2 separate regions of the Arachis hypogaea genome follow, and region 1 is linked to region 2. The links are chromatin contacts, called in public Hi-C maps. All regions are on one chromosome and are shown on one strand. The core of a region is the stretch at or near the end of the contact, and the rest is flanking DNA. Distances in the headings are between cores, read along the strand shown.

Region 1 (3,839 bases), core at 585-3,084, 360 kb before region 2:
CTTAGGCTAGTTTCTTAACAAAGAACAAAACATGCTGATTAAGAAACACATTCTAATTAACCCCAAATTACACCGTAACTACAGTTCATATTAGTTTCACCTTCTTGAAAGATTTGGCTAGTTTACACATATATCATTAAAAAAAAATGAAAAACAAGTTAAGCCAACTAATTAAAAAAAGACATTATTGTACACATAGTTGTTGTATACATGAAAGGTATCTATGTTTCAATAAAATTGTCATCAAAATAACTCTCACACCAAACTATAATAAAAATATCATCAAAGTCATAAGTTCGATAATCATGAAATTATGAAGGCATATAACTAATAAAAATATTAAATGTATCTTAATTCATAAGCACCACACTCTAATTAACTAAGTTATAAATTTAAAGTGTTTTAACATAGTATAAATTACTTTTTGTATCAAACATTTAGATGTTAAATTTATCTACAATAATAACAATAGCAAGCAAGCACTATTATAACAGAGTGCTAATACTTTAACCACCATTGATCACATTACTTTTATTATTTCTACCAAAATAATATATGCACTGTTAGATTATCTATTACATCGTTTGTCAGCATATTTTAATTGCACAAATGGACAAGTATTTATTTATTTAGCTTATTAGCTTGTTAGATATTTAGCTGTAATTATCTTTTTATTAAGTTTATAGATAGTTGTAGTACAGATAAAACAACTTGAGATTTACCTGTTGAAAATGTTTTATCAAAAGAAGCATCTTATAAAATTAAATGTTGGATTAAAATTTCGATATACTACTAGATCATCCAACATCCATAGATATACATTTGTAATAATGAATTATCCTTTTCTATATTTGTTAGTGTCTTTTTTCTATACAAGATTTTATAAAAAAAAAAAAACAATATATATGATATGTGATTGCAATTCACCCGTTGGATTTATTAAAATACTTTCAATGTTTCTGCTACTAAGACTTAGAGTATCGTGTGTTTAGTTTTTACAACTATATGTGTTATATATACACATAAAAAAATTAATTATTTATATAAAATATATATTAAAATAAACTGTGCACATTAAAAATATAAAAAATAGCACATATTATACAAAAAGAATTTAGATCCTCTAAATTTTAAATTTTCACTTTAGAAGGTAAAGTATAATCTCTCATCTTTGAATAACTTTTCTCTCATATTTTCTCTTGATCCCACCTATAAAATAAATGGTAAAAGATCACACTTTACTCTCTAAAATAAAATTCAAACTTTAAAAAATCTAAATCCACACATAAATATGTAATATTTTATGTGTCCATTTGTTATTACACAAATAGTATAAATTATAATTTCAAGAGAATTAAATATATTAACTCTTGCTATTTCAATAAAATTTTTTATTTGTTATTTTTAACGAATTAATGTTTTTAGAATATTTAAGATAATTTGTTACTTATACTTGCCCATCTTTTTTCCTCTTTCACATGAAATCATAATGCATAATCATTGAAATTTGTAGATTATAAATTATTAATATTAAATAACTTTTTTTTTTCTTTTTTGGACATACACACTCACACACACATCTTCACTCACACACACTAAATCCAATTATTATTGGGAGTGGAAATGGATCCTAAGTGTGACTTAATATGAGCCAAACTGATTTGCCACTCACACAATACCTCCAGCCACAACTAGTGGTGCTTTGATTTATTTTTTTTTCTCTATTTTTTTTTCGGGATCTGAAGAATGAACTTAGTGTTTTAGATTACTTTTTTCTTGTCTGGACTGAGAAATTTCAAGTGTTTAATATAATTTTTAAAAAAGAAACGCACCTATTTCATTTGGGTTGTAGTGATTAGTTAGTGGCCCAATATTCAGAACGAGTTCCTACACTGCATTCTCCTATCATTCACATCAGTTTCCCTTCAATAAAAAATAAAAGAGATAAATTAAAATTAAATAGAAAGGAATTTCTCTACTTACTATCCAGTTTCTTTACTTCATTTATTACAAAACCAAAAAGATCTTTTTCATTTCCCTAATTTTCACTGCCTACAATAGTTTAGGAAGTACTTATACCCTCTGTATTAAATTAAAGAAAAAAACATAACCCTACTAACATAAAATCTAATGTACTTGTTAAATATTCTAATAGTTTAAAATATAAATTGATAAATTACTAAATTGTACTTGGATTGATTTACTTTTATTACAATAAAATTAGAAAGCACTTTTCCTCAAGTGACAAATCCCAAACTTTCACCAACAGTCAATACTAGTCATATTGGCTTGTCTTGCAAATTATTGAAGTGTTTATTAGTCCTTTGAAGTACGTGACATTTTTCACCTCTTTCAAAATGATTCGTCCTTGAATGTTGTGGTAGAGAAGATAGTATATAGAAAAGAAAAATACAAAAAAGAAAAGAAGACAATTTGTATAAACAAGTGACACCAAATATGTCTTCATCGTTATTGCTTATTCCTTGCAAACACACCTCTTTCAGTTTGCTCTTTTGATGACATATATTTGGGGCATCCATATCATTTACTATCAAATCCATAACAATCATCTCTATCTGTTTGGATATTAGGATGAAAATGTTCAACAGAAATTTGAAAAAGGGGTTTGTTATCAATAAGTACCTCAAAGTAATATTCATTGGTGACTTGAAGATAGACAAAATCTATGTTGTTCTCACTCTTCGAAGTTTGTATATTCATGCTTTTTTTTTTGTCACAAGACAAATTCTTTTATTTTTTTTCACTTAGCATAAGGCATTTATATTTATCAAGGATAAAAGTGAAATTAACTAAGTGTAAGGGTAGTTAATCTGTTATTCTGTTTTAGTTAATTTGTTATGTGGTTAGTTATTAGTCAATTAACTTTTCTTGTATAGTTTCCTTCCCTGTGACTGCCATATATAGTAGTTAGCTGCTGGGAACTTGTACAACACTTTTATACACTAGTTCCTGTATTACTCATTAGTTTTCTTCTCTGGTTTCTCTGTCTTTTCTTTCTTTCTTTCTTTTCTTTTCTTGCACACTAAGCAACACCTCAAGAATTCTTTTATGGTATCTAGAGCCAGGTTTTTTTTCTAATCCATGGCTTTACCTTCTAATGATTCTGCTATCTTAGCAAACATTGATCCAAATTCTAACAATTCAATCATCAACTTGATTCTTCCTCAACTCTATAACCAAAGGCCTTTCAATCTAATTCAAGACAAATTAGGTGAAAAGAATTACAAAACTTGACAGCAACAGGCCTTTGCAGCAATTCGAAGCTAAGCTTTGGAGGATCATTTATACAAAGACGAAATTCCTAAGATGTATGATAATCAAGAAAATCAAGCTGATATATTTAATCTTTTCAATACAAGCAGTGGATTCAAGATGATCGGAATCTCATTTCATGGCTATTGGCCTCGATTGATTTAGTTTTCAAACCCAAAATGGTTGGCTGCGAGTTTAGCTATTAAATTTGGGACAAAATTGAATCATATTTTGCTACATCTACTAAGTTCAGAATCAAACAGTTCAAGGCTCAACTCAAACTCACCAAGAAACAAGGTCTTTCTGACACTGAATATATCTCTAAAATAAAAGGTTTTGCAAATTCTTTAGCTGCATTAGGCAAACCTCTCAAATCTAAAAAACAAGTTCAAGTAATTTTTGAAGGCCTCAATGAAGGTTATCAAATGATTATCACTACTATTAGCTCTAAGCAAAAAATGTTCTCTCTTTGTGAAGTAGAAACCATGTTGCTCACTCATGATGAGATGTTGAAAAAATTTCGAAAACCCAATAATCTTATGGTACAAGTCAATTTTTCTTAGATT
Region 2 (4,046 bases), core at 1,316-3,815:
TTTCACCAAATAGTAGTTTTATATTTTTGGATAGTGTGTACGAGTGATTTGTGTATATGGTTGTGTATGACTTTGTTGATTGATTATTGTGGGTTTTTTTTTTTGGGTAGATGATGGAGCTGTGTCTTCAGAGGAAGATTTTAGTGCTGGAGATGGTGATGGAGGTCAAGATGGTCAATCAAGGGGTGAAGATCGTGAGCTTAAGGACAGGCTTCTGCGCAAGTTTGGGAGCCACATTGGTACTTTGAAATTGGAGTTCTCAAAGAAGAAAAAGAAGGGTAAGCTGCCTAAGGAAGCAAGGCAAACACTCCTTCAATGGTGGAATGTTCACTACAAATGGCCTTATCCTACGGTAAATGCTTCATTTGATAGAATAACGAAAATGAAAATGAAAATAAAATAAAAAATGTCATTTCTACTTTCCCATAGATGTTGACAACTCACTCGGGAGAGAGCTAAAAGTAAGACGCTAAGCAAGAGAAAAATATAAAGCATGTGTCTCACATGCTTTTAGCTTTCTTACATGAGTTGAGAAATGCCCAACGTTACACAAGAGGATTACTTCAAGGAGCACATCTTGAAAATGTTGTTATGAATTTAGATCGCTTCTAAACATGTTTTGGCTAAATCATCTAACGGTTTACAATATCATCTTTATTAGTGTTAATAGAAATAGTCACCTAAACACAAACACAACAAAATGAGTCATTGAAACATTAGCTATTGTTCATGCTTCCAGGAAGCTGACAAGATTGAACTGGCTAAGTCAACAGGGCTAGATCAGAAGCAAATTAACAATTGGTTTATTAATCAAAGAAAGCGTCACTGGAAGCCATCTGAGAATATGCAATTTTCTATGATGGAAAATCTTGGTGGCCGATTCCTTCCAGATGAATGATTATTGTATACATTATTCCCGGCCCCTCTAATATTTGTATATCCTGATTAATTAATTACTGCTTATAATTTTCTCTTGTAAATTCCGAAATTAAATTAAAGCAGGTTACCGACTGTAAAAATGCTTAATTACTCCCAGAAAGAGAATGGGAAGTGATCATATTAATGATAATTTGCGTCTCTTATATATAATATATATTTATGAGGAATGTTAGGAGTCAATATAGAAAGTTAGATAGTATTGACTTAAATACATGGAAAGAAAAATTGATGATCTAATATTCGAAAAGTAGTTGTCTACATTGTGAATGAATGCATGCTTATTTGCTTATTTTGGTTCATTATCATACGTACTTCACTTGCTGTTGCTGCATCATTGCATAGGCATTTTACATCCTTAATTCAAATCAAACTTTTTTACTCCCAAAGTTACTCAATAACTTCTAGTGGCTTCATTTTGGCCTTATGGGTGCTAGTTGGTGATATTATCAGCCTCAGATTTTAAACGGTTAAAAAACAAAAAAACTGTAAAGGATTATTTTAGTCTATGTTTAGGTTAGGTTTTAATTTGTCTTTAACACTTTTAATTGTTTTATTTGTATTTAAAATATTTTATTTTGTCTTATTTTAAATTTTTTAATTAAAATCAAAATTTTTTCTTCAAAAAGTACTCTTCTATCTCTGCCGGTATAAGTTGCATTGCCATTTCTAATCCTTTTTCATCCCGTCATTTTTCCGTTCACAAAAAGATATGGGTAGCGTAAGTTCACGTATTTTCAAGATAGTTAATTACATGAGAATGATCTTAACACACACACACACACATATATATATATTCGAAGCTCATTAGCATTAGTCAAGGAGACTTCTCAATAAACATTAAACAACATCATCAAAAGAAATAGCCCATTATTTTAGATAATTATATAATTATGAGTAATTTGTTTCCCATCCTAGCTACTATTATGAGAGTTCAATTCTGAGTAGCAATTGCGTCCGAGTCTCTAATAAGCTCCTTGAAGCGCAAACCTAAGTTTAGAATCAATGTCATCGTGAGGCCCATTGCTTCAGCGAATCTATTTTGTCATAGCTGCAAATATATTCCTTTCTCCATCTCTAAATACGGCCCTAAAACTCCAGTAAGGGCCCATTCCAATTCTTGGTTTCTAGATCAATTAAATCTTTCACGTATGAAATTCTCTTAATTTAAAAAAAAAAAAAAGAGCCGTTGTCTGATTCCTCTTCAAATGGAGTGATTAGTTCCAATTTAAAAGAGGCTGATGAAGATGTAAATTAGTTAATTTTATTATTTTGGCATATTTTATTTTGACAAGTTGTAACTAATAGTTACTTGTGTTATTTGTAGAAGTGATAAGCTGACTCAGCATCAGTTAGATAGTCTTTTAGCATTGCTAACTAAGTTAATTAGCTATTAGTGAGAGATATATATAGATATAGCTAGAATTATTGTATAGTTACTTTTTCTTCTAATTTTCTGTAAAATGAGAATTGCATTTTCTCACCTGTACTCTCTATACTCCCATCACATATTCCTTTCTCAATTCTGATCTTGAGCACAGTTTTCACATAGTGCGGTGAGCATAGAAGATCTAGAATCTGACGAGAGGTGAAGAACAGTTGCATATTAGAATTGTAATTCTGCTTTAATGGCAGACGTCTCTGTTTCAGACATAGAAGGGAATCGCGATCAAAACTTAGATCTAACCACAGCGGAGCTTCGAAGCTTAGCGAGATTGCTATCGAAGCTTTCTGACTCTAAGTTTCTAGATTTGAACTCAAATGGAGCCAGTTCAAGTGCAAGTGCTTTGGCAGATCCGTCGAGCGTTTACTACCTCCATCCAGGTGAGAATCCTGGAGTTTCTATAGTGTCAGTCGTGTTGAATACCTATAATTACAACTCCTGGTCTAGATCTATGAAAAGAGCTTTGAGATCGAAGAATAAAATCGGATTTATTTACGGCACACTTGCTAAACCAATTAAGAACCATCCTGAATTTGTGGCGTGGGATAAGTGTAACACGTACGTAGTGTCATGGATTAATTTGTCACTAAGCAGTGACATAGCTCAGAGCGTAGCTTGCATAAGAGTGCGGCAGATCTATGGCAAGATTTGGAGCATCGATATTACCATGGAGACTTGTTTCGAATTGTGGAATTACAAGAATTATATGCTATGAAGCAGGGGAACTTGAATATTGCAGAATATTACACAAAAATGAAGGTAGTTTGGGAAGACATTGAGAGTTTCAAACCAGTTCCAGTGTGTGTTAGCTGTGATGTGAATTGTGAATGTGGACTTAAAGTAGTTAGGAGTTACCGAAAAAGAAACTATGCGGTTCGATTTTTGTGTGGACTGAATGAGCAATTTAGTGACGTCCGATCACAGATCATGCTGATGAAGCCGTTTTTCGCTGTGAATGAAATGTTCCCTTTGCTTACTCAACAAGAGAGACAAATCCATGGGATGGATACTGAGATTAGGAGCTTCGCACTCTTGCCAATTCCACTCACAATTGCAATGATAATAGCGTCCCTAGAGGGAGAAGACAAGGAATGTGGGATGGAAGAGGTGGACGAAGTGGAAGAAATTCACCTAAGAGCTACTCATACTGTCACAACTCACAAGGCAGGACACTAGGTGGATACATGCTATCACAAGCATGGATTTTCGCAACACCTCCAGAGGCAAAAGTAGCCAAGGGAAGTGAACAATTTGACAGCAGCTAATCACATTGCTACTAAGGTAAATAATGACAGTGGCGGTGGTTTGAAGCAGGACAAAGAGAAAGATGATCCACTATTGTCCAATCAGAGTTTGAGAGATGCACTAGTTGCCTTTCTTCGACAGGAATGTACACAAGCTTGCCATGGAGAGAGCATGAGAGAAACCTGCAACTCTAACGCTGGACAGGGAGGTACAACTTTAGTTGCTAAAATATTATGCATGAGCTCACATATTACACATCTATTATTGGTAAACACTTTTTTCTCAAATTCTTGGGTGCTTGACACAGGAGCAACTGATCATGTGTCACACTCACTGCATTTTTTTACAACTTTTAGGCATATTAGGCCGATTTTGGTAAAATTGCCAAATGGCTCTTAAGCAACCTCAAATATTCGTAGAA

The links. Hi-C and Micro-C count contacts between places; a contact is called where the count stands out from the background.
Region 1: a contact with region 2 is called in a Hi-C map of an unstated tissue, with 2.3 times the contacts expected there. The contact joins the enhancer-like site here to the promoter of LOC140179161 in region 2. A contact is called at or near these places in 2 of 8 Hi-C or Micro-C datasets (leaf and an unstated tissue).

The regions. Positions count from the first base shown.
Region 1 is chr15:24,045,091-24,048,929 of arahy.Tifrunner.gnm2.J5K5, reverse strand. No RefSeq gene overlaps it. Among protein-coding and RNA genes, the nearest start is that of LOC112748121, 8.7 kb to the left of the region's middle. Within about 2 kb of position 1,834, at least 2 of the 3 cell types and tissues checked have open chromatin away from gene starts, as enhancers often do.
Region 2 is chr15:23,688,400-23,692,445 of arahy.Tifrunner.gnm2.J5K5, reverse strand. It overlaps LOC140179161, which reads left to right and starts at 2,565. Exons shown (of 10, transcript XM_072217815.1): 1 at 2,565-2,760; 2 at 3,081-3,544; 3 at 3,662-3,833; 4 at 3,933-4,000. The coding sequence starts at 2,565. It overlaps LOC112749986 (homeobox protein knotted-1-like 6), which reads left to right. Exons shown (of 5, transcript XM_025798455.3): 4 at 111-352; 5 at 740-1,106. The coding sequence ends at 898.